2 separate regions of the Mus musculus genome follow, and region 2 is linked to region 1. A link is a contact called in public promoter capture Hi-C data. All regions are on one chromosome and are shown on one strand. The core of a region is the stretch at or near the end of the contact, and the rest is flanking DNA. Distances in the headings are between cores, read along the strand shown. Region 1 holds the start of Ank (progressive ankylosis). Region 2 holds the start of Trio (triple functional domain (PTPRF interacting)).

Region 1 (4,097 bases), core at 403-2,902:
CACCAGAAAGTTAATGTCTCAAGCTCTTATTTATTTACTTATTTATGTATTTAATAAAGGCAAGGTCTCCCTACAAAATCCTAGCAGGCTTGGAACTCATTATGTAGCCAAGATTGGCCTGGAACTTACAGCAATCCTCCTGCCTCTGATTACCTTCAAATATAGTATTAATATGAGCCTTACAGAGATAAAGGGAATGGGTTCATTTCTTAGGACAAAATACTTGAATGTTTTAAGTAATACACAAGTTTAACTCATTATGTTTATTTTAAAAGATGTGTCAAGGCTATACAGAGAAACCCTGTCTCGAAAAACCAAAAAAAAAAAAAAAAAAAAAAGATGCATAGGAAGATACAAGTTGAACAAACCATCTATCTCAACTGCTACAGAATGAAAAGCTAAGGCCCCTTGTTCAGAAATTCATCATTTCAAGAGGGCAAGACCAGGGTTTGAAGAAAACGATGTTTCAGCAGTTAGGAGCACCGACTGCTGCTCTTCCAGAGTCCCGGGTTCCATTCCAGCACTCATATGGTAGCTCACAATGTTCTGGAATCCAGGAGAAGCTCCAATGCCCTCTTCTGGGCTCTGTGGGTGCTGGACAAGCATGTCATGCACAGACAGACATGCAGACAAAAAAAAATATCTGCCCATAGACATAAAATAATAAAATAAATATTAATGAAAAGTATTAAGGCAAAAACAGAGAGCCAAAGCAGGCACAGGACCCTCTACGAGCTAAGCTTTTTTGTGTGACTGTACTCGTCTCTTGGAGGCCAGCCCCGCCCTGCTGTGAATGCTTCAGTCACTGGCTTGGACCCTTTTTTCATACACTATACTGGGACACCGGCTGATGCTGGCTTTGTCAAGCTTTTCAGTTTTAGGTAAAAGTCTCAGCTCAGCAACTGATTTATCATGAAATCACTGGGGACATATTATAACACAGCCGAGCAGATTTTCTTTCCTTTTTTTTTTTTTTAAGCATATTTACCGGTCGACTTTTAAATAAGTAAACGGTTGCACATTACTAGCAAAAGCTGGAGACCGGTATGGAGCATCCCAGAACCCTAGTCCAGGACGGACAGTCAGTCCCTGCCACCCGGTGTATTTTTCCCCAGGGTCTGCAGATCTCTGTCACGAGAGATGCGAGATGCTCGTTTTGGTAAACCATCCTTCTCTCCCACTAATGCAGCCGTATCCCCATCACCCTAAAGCAGCTCCCAGTCCGCCTCAAGGCCGCCCGGACGCCGAGGCCTTTCCAGCTCGGTTGTCCCCGAAGCTCTACTCCTGGTTCCCAACTCTGGAGACGGCGCTCACACGGCCTTGCCGGACGCTCCGGGGACAGCATGGGGCTGTCGGTGTCGGGTCACCCGGAGTCCCCGCCCGCTCGCCCGCCCCGCCTGACTCCCCGCTCCGCGCGCTCGGCTCAGGCGGCGCCCCGGTCCCCCGCGGGCGCGGACGGCAGTGGCCTGTGCGAGCGCAGCGCCCCCCGCGGCCGAGCCGTGCGCAGCGGAGCGGGGAGGCGGCGCCGGGCCGGCCCCCTCCCGGGTCGCCAGCGGTGTCGCGCCTCCGCCCGCCCCTGATTTCCTCCGCGCGGCGCGGCGGCGGCGGCGGAGGCGCCTCGTGCGCGCGGTTATTTATTTATTTCCGGGCCCAGAGCGCTTATAATGGAGCCGCTGTCAGCAGAAGCCTCTGCTGCCGCCGCCGCCGCCGCCGCCGCTGCCGCCGCTGCCGTCCCTGTCCCTCCTCTCTTTCTCCCCGGCAGATCTTTGTTGTGTGGGAGGGCAGCGGGGATGGACTTGAGCTCGCGGCTCTCCTGCTAGAGCAGCAGCGCTTGGAGAGGACGCCGCCGCCGCCGCGAGCAGCCGCCGCCCCAGGCCCCGCCGGCCGCGGCCTCCGTCCCCGCGCTGCGCTCCGCGCGCCTCCCAGCACAGTGCCCTCGCGGCGGCAGATGAGTGTGGGGTCAGCCCACGGCGGGGACTATGGTGAAATTCCCGGCGCTCACGCACTACTGGCCCCTGATCCGGTTCCTGGTGCCCCTCGGCATCACCAACATAGCCATCGACTTCGGGGAGCAGGTAAGCCCGGCCGCGCCCGGTGCGCCTCGCTCGCCCAGCCTCGGCCTTGGATGCCGGGCGCCGGGGGGATGCGGGAGGAGAGGAGTCACCTGCTCCGAACCCCCTTTACCCTGGACCATTTGACGTGGCTTTGCGGCTTGTCGAGGGTGACTTTTGCAGCGCCCCATCCCCTCCCTCCGCAGATATTGGAGACTTTTCCAGCGTTCTTTGGAAAATAGCAAGCGACGGGATGATGGGGAACTTCACCTATAGAAAGGGGTTTAGTGCTCGGGATGAGTATTATGTAATTTGTGATTATGTAAACCTCGGGCCCAGAACTGCATGTAGTTTCTAGTAGCATTTAGTGCTGGCTTTTTACTTGCACAGGGTTTGGTGATGGTAGTGATGGTGGGAGAATTTGCCTTACAATGTCTCCAAGTTGATTTCCCACGTACTTCCAAATTTACATCTTTGCATGTAGCCTAGGTAAGGATTAGGGGTGTCCAGGAGGTACCTTGCCTAGAGGATCACTGATTATATCTACTTTAGGATATCTGTTCTCTCTCTCTCTCTCTCTCTCTCTCTCTCTCTCTCTCTCTCTCTCTGTGTGTGTGTGTGTGTGTGTGTGTGTGTTCTCTCTCCTCTCTTCCTTCCACCCCTTTGGACGAGAGCACATTTCTGGTGCTGCCTTCTCATTCTTTTTTCACGCTATCTCCATGTGGCGTCATTACCAATCTGGTGCTGCAGGCTCTCCCGTGGCGGTGAGGCACTGGTACCCTTTTGCAGGGCTTCCTGGCAGTTGCAGTTACAGCCTAAGGTCCGGGAGAGGGTTTGGGGGTGGGAGCTGGACCTTTTCAAAAGTGTAAGATAGACCTACTTTTGCAAATGTACTATTTTTTCCTTTCAAAGCAGTGGGATAAACCCTCTTTTGTTCATTAAGGGGCTCTGGATGGAGGCGGGAGTGAGGAGTTTCTGACAGTCACTGGGTAGGCAGGTATAGCCCACCTCTGTGTAGGGAAGGATAATTCATACAGGCAGGTGAAGAGTCGATACAGGAGCACAGGAAAACGAGGTATCTGCTTCACATGCGTTGGAGATGATTAAGACATAGAAAATTATTAAAACGTCTCACCAGCTTTTAAGCCTCGGACTTGTCAAGAACAAGAAGACTAGGAATGTCACTTAAGTGTTTCTTGGGTAGGTAGGTTTTGTTTGTGATTATAAACACAAGTTTGCGTTTACACTGAGCCTGTGGCAGAACTTTGAGAGTGGAAATTTAGATTCCCCTGAAAAGTTTGGACACTGCACATGGGTGATGATCACAAAAAGAAATCACACAGCAAGTCTCAGAGCATGTGTGTTATGAGGTGCCCATTAAGAGACCTATAAGTCTATTCTAGTTCCCTAATTCTCTCCATAAACATTATGGACTTCTCTATCATTTTATAGCTGGTTGGGGAGGCGATACAATGGAGTATTCTGGCAATTACAAAACCTGTTTTTCGGCCAGGTGTGGATTTAATCCCAGCACTAGGGAAGCAGAGGCGGGTGAGTCGTGAGTTCAAGGCCAGCCTGGTCTACAGAAAGGGTTCCAGGTCAGCCAGGGCTACACAGTGTGACTCTGTCTCAAAAGCAAACAAACAAAATAAATAAACTTAACACATTTTAAGAATATCTATTTTCACTTTTCACAGAAACTGTTTTTTATTATATATATATACATATATATATACATATATATATATATATATATCCTCTCTTCCCCCATTGTTAGTGGTTGGTAGTCTAAAACATTAATCACTTACATCCGTTGATTACCAAGTACCTGGTTAAAACACCATGTTATATTTATTCATTTTGTATTTGAGGGATGAATGAGAGGTCTAGGCATGGTGAATCTCATGCCCAAGAACTACATAGATAGTAAATGGCAGACCTGAATTTGAGGTCTACACCCACCTTGGCCTTGCAGGTTCTGATAGCAGCCTTCGCCAGTGCAGCCTCTTCAGGGATATTTTCCCAGGCTTCTTTGAAGATTAGAAA
Region 2 (4,097 bases), core at 764-3,263, 560 kb after region 1:
AATACATTGTTAAAAACCGTTAAAGCTTTCATTTGAAGGAGTTCATGTCTTTCTAAACCTCAGCTTTCTACAAGGCCCTCACCGGAGAGGGAGAGCTGGAAAGAGCACACTAAACCCAAGTTGACACAGTCGAGACGGAACGTGTCACTTCTCTTCATAACCAATCGGTTAAGACGAATCAAAAATAACCCTGCCAGACAAAGATCAAGAAGACAGAACTAAACCAGGTGTCTAACGGCCCAGAAGTTATCTGCCTCGCCCAAGGCTGGTCGCTTCAATTGCTAGCTCCTAATGACCTGGACTGCGGCCCTGATCTCTTCCAGTTTGGGACCTGACTTTGAAAGAGGCCACTGAGACCCTGAGCTGTCAGCCTCCCGCGCTCACCCCGGTGCAGGCCGCTCACCAGACCCCGAGGCTCTCCGTCCTCCCGGAGGCGGGCAAACAGCCTCCCCGCGCCCTCCCTGGCCCGCCCGTCCGTCCGGATCCTGACCTGGGCCGCCCTCTCTGGCTCTCCAGCGCGGAGTCTGCATCCTCACTCCCAAGCCTGGCCGGCCAGGGACTGCTCTCCGAACTGCAGGCCCCCGGCCGCCGCTGCCCTCCGCCGCCTCCCGGACGCGCAAGCAAACCGGACTGCACGCAGGGACGCGCGGACGCGAGCCGGGCTCGCGCGGGATCTGGGCCGGGCCGGGCTTGGAGGAGGCGCCGTTACCGGGGTCCCCGGGACGCCCCGTCACGCCCCCTGCGCAGCACACCAGCGCCCCTCCCGCCCGCCGGGCTCCGGGCTAGCCTCCTCCTCGGCCACCTCCGGCTCGCCAGAGCGGACCCTAAACTGCCCCTCACTGCCTCCAGGTCCACGCCACCCACGCAGTGCCCGCCAGCCCTGGTCCCACGCCTCTCCCAAGGGCCACCACGGTCCCAGATGTCCTTCCCGGGCCTCCCCCAGAAACAATGGCTCGACCCGACCGCCGCCTCAGCTCGGCCACCGTCCTCGGTTCCTGGGCTGAGGTGCGATGGCTGCCCCGTTTCACAGAACCGTACACCAAGGCTGGATGACAGGCTAGAGCCCCGAGTCGGGACACTCGCTGATAATGGGGTTGGTGGTCCAGCTACCAGCGGCCCAAAAGCTATTACAGGGCAGAGCTGCTGTCCCCGGTCCCGGTGAGCTCGTCCTCCGGGACACCGGCCTCCGCCCACGCCGTCCCCGCCGCCGCCTCCTCGGCCCTCCAGCAAGAGACAAAGAGCCGGCGCCCCTACCCGCGGGGCCGTGGCCGCTGAAACGGGAGGCCGAGGGGTGTCTAGCCTGGCACGAGGGGCGAGCGCCGGGAAAGCGAGTGAAGGCGCCCGGGACGAGCCGCAGCACAAGGGCGGCGTGGGTAACCTGACACGCCGGCGTGGATCGCAGAGCCCCGATGCGGCGACAGGGACGAGAGCGCGCAGGGCTATACCGGGCCGGAGATCCGGGCGCGCCGGGCCGGCCGAGCGCGCGGGGCAACCGCGGTACTCACCGGATCGGAAGAAGGCCGCGATGTCGGCTAGGTCCTTGGCGGCCTCCTCGGCGCCCTCGCCGGCGCCGCCCCCGCAGCCGGAGCCCGCCGCGCTGGCCGCTGCCGCGGGGCCGGAGGACGCGGCCGGGGCGGTGGCACCGCCGCTGCTGCCGCTCATGGCTTCGGCGGCGGACGAGCCCGCCTCGGGCCCCGCGCCCCTAGCTCCGCGCACCCAGCCGCCTGCGCCTGGCCTGGCGGCGCCGAGCACCCAGCTGCCCGCGCCCGGCGCGCGGACGCACAGCCCCGGGGCGGCGGGCGGCGGCGGCTCGGCCCGAGGAGCGCGCCCACATAGACGAGGACACCGCCCGGGAGCCGCGAGCCTGGCGCGGAGCGGGCGCGCGGAGCCACGGCCTCGGCGTGGCCGGCCGGGGCACGGGCAGCGGCGCGGACACGCGAGGGCGGGGGCCGGGGCTGCGAAGCTCCGCGATCACGAACGCCGGCGGCAGCAGCGAGCCTCCATCTTGCTTTCCGACGGGGAAGGAAGGAGGGGGAGGGAGAAATCACGGCCGAGGGAGCCCGGGTGAAAGGAAAGGGAGAGCAGGGAAAGGAGAGGAAGGAAAAAGAGGGGCTTCGGGAATTTCCGGAGAGCTTCGTTAGCGGCCGGAGCGTGGGCTCGGCTGGTGGGCGGGGCCTTTTGTGGGCGGGTCCTGGAGGGGCGGAGCCGCGCCTGGGAGCCCGGAGGGCGAAATGGAGTGGCTGAGAGAGAACGTGGAGCGGGCCAGGTCTCCTCCTCCAGGGCTGCTCCAAACCTGGGAGGAGCAGGAACAAGTGTGACCGAGCCACACTGGCCTTCCAGGACGGGCACTGCGCCCCCTGCCAGGACTCTCGCGCCTGCACTGCAAGCGGTCCTAGCGCTGGAGCGTTTTCATTATTATTTATGTCACCCGCGGGGCCGAGCGACCAGGATATGGAGCTGGTGTGGCCTTCGCAGGCACAGCGCTGTCACTGGCATGTAGAAGGGGCGGGATAATTGTTGAATGAGCAGAGAGGCAGTGAAAACAGATTATCTGCTCTAGTCTACCGTCTCCTTGTATGTAAAAAGCAGGCGCGAGAGAGGGGGTGCTTGCGGGGAATCCCCATCTCCCAAGTGTGCTGGGTCCTCAGGCTACCCAGATGTAGTGGGAAGATGATGGAGGCAGGGGAGACCAGAGGAAAGGGACTTTTAAAGAAAATGTACGTTAAATCAGATGTGTGGAATATCAAATTCTGCTTTATGTCACGGCTGCAAGATGAGTGCAGTGAAGGAATGGGCGCCGGGTAATTGAGAATCACATGCAGGAGAAAACAGATCAACAAATTCCATCAAACTACACCCCGCACCTATGTTTAACGGGAGAACGATGATTAAGTGACCACCAGATCTTTTCCCCTTGGCAGTCTCAGACAAGCAAGGGAAAAGGGCTAGAAGGCTTGGTTTCGGTCAGGATGAAGTTTGAAGACACCCATAGGAATTTGTGTTCACCTTGCAATAGGTGTGTGTAAAGATCTACAGCTGTGTGCTTATATTTTGGACCGCATGATAGTACATATGCCTGTATTTTCTTGCTCTGTCAATTAATTGGCCCTGGAAACACCTAGCGTTTTGATGACTGTCTCTCTGCCTCTCATGTGTGCCTGCACGCACTATCGACATTTGTGTTTTGGGTCTGTGTTTATATGAATACAAGAGGTAGGTACCCAGTGTCTAACTCAGTCATCCACTTCTCACCTTAGTTTTTTTGGAGCAGAGTCTCTCACTGAATCTGGAGTTCCTTGGTTAGTTAGACAGTTGACTAGCAATACATAAAGATCCTCCCATCTCTGCCTCCCTAGTGCCCAAGCTGCAGTAAAAAGCTGGAATACCGAGGAACTGAATTCAGGTTCCCATGCTTGCAGAGTAAGTATTTTACCACAGATGGAGCGTTTCTATGGTTCTCAGATCTTGTTTTTAATACTTTCCTCCAATTAAAGGAATTCAGGCTCTTTGGGAAAATGGGTGATTCTGGTAGTGGGGCAGGAAGTATTTAACATGAGCACCCTGTTGTGCCAGAAGGTAAGGAAATGACTTCCCAAGGGGGGGGGGGGGAAGCAGCACAGAAAAAGATTACCCAGGACACAAAGGAAACAGTCGAAAGAGCTCTTCATGGCCCAAGCCAGAACAATTTCAGAAAGACAACATAGCACTGTTTGATTACAAGCAAAAAAAATAAATAAATATTTTTGAGTCCATACTGATGTAAAGGAATAAGCAAATGGGGTAGAAGTGACAAAGGCAGAAGTACAAGTAACTTAGGTAGAGATTGTCCCGAGTGAGACAGAGCAGAACTCCCCTCTCGCAGGGTACAGGCTGCACACTACCTTCCAAAGAGAACAAAACTGGTAAGGAACTTTCTAACAGAGAAACCATTACTCTGCCCCAGCCCGTTGATCAAGGTGAACTTAAGAATCAGTAAGTCACCTTGACACTGTGTTCTAGATATAATAAAAGTGGCAGTGTTCCTCCCTGTGCCTCCCCTCCAAAACTCCAAGCTCCAAATGAAGATAACAGCATCCTATGAATGAGGCACTTCCTAT

Evidence for each region. Promoter capture Hi-C pulls out the DNA fragments that hold promoters and counts their contacts.
Region 2: a contact with region 1 is called in a promoter capture Hi-C map of pre-B cells. The contact joins the promoter of Trio here to the promoter of Ank in region 1. A contact is called at or near these places in 2 of 39 promoter capture datasets (liver and pre-B cells), 3 of 484 Hi-C or Micro-C datasets (CD4 T cells, LSK cells and embryonic stem cells), 3 of 115 datasets of contacts at active chromatin or transcription factors (memory CD8 T cells, pancreatic cancer cells and stem cell-derived neural progenitor cells) and 1 of 9 other capture datasets (adipose tissue).

What each region holds. Positions count from the first base shown.
Region 1 is chr15:27,465,025-27,469,121 of GRCm38.p6, forward strand. It overlaps Ank (progressive ankylosis), which reads left to right and starts at 1,653. Exons shown (of 12, transcript NM_020332.4): 1 at 1,653-2,075. The coding sequence starts at 1,980.
Region 2 is chr15:28,023,835-28,027,931 of GRCm38.p6, forward strand. It overlaps Trio (triple functional domain (PTPRF interacting)), which reads right to left and starts at 2,014. Exons shown (of 57, transcript NM_001081302.1): 1 at 1,506-2,014. The coding sequence starts at 1,662.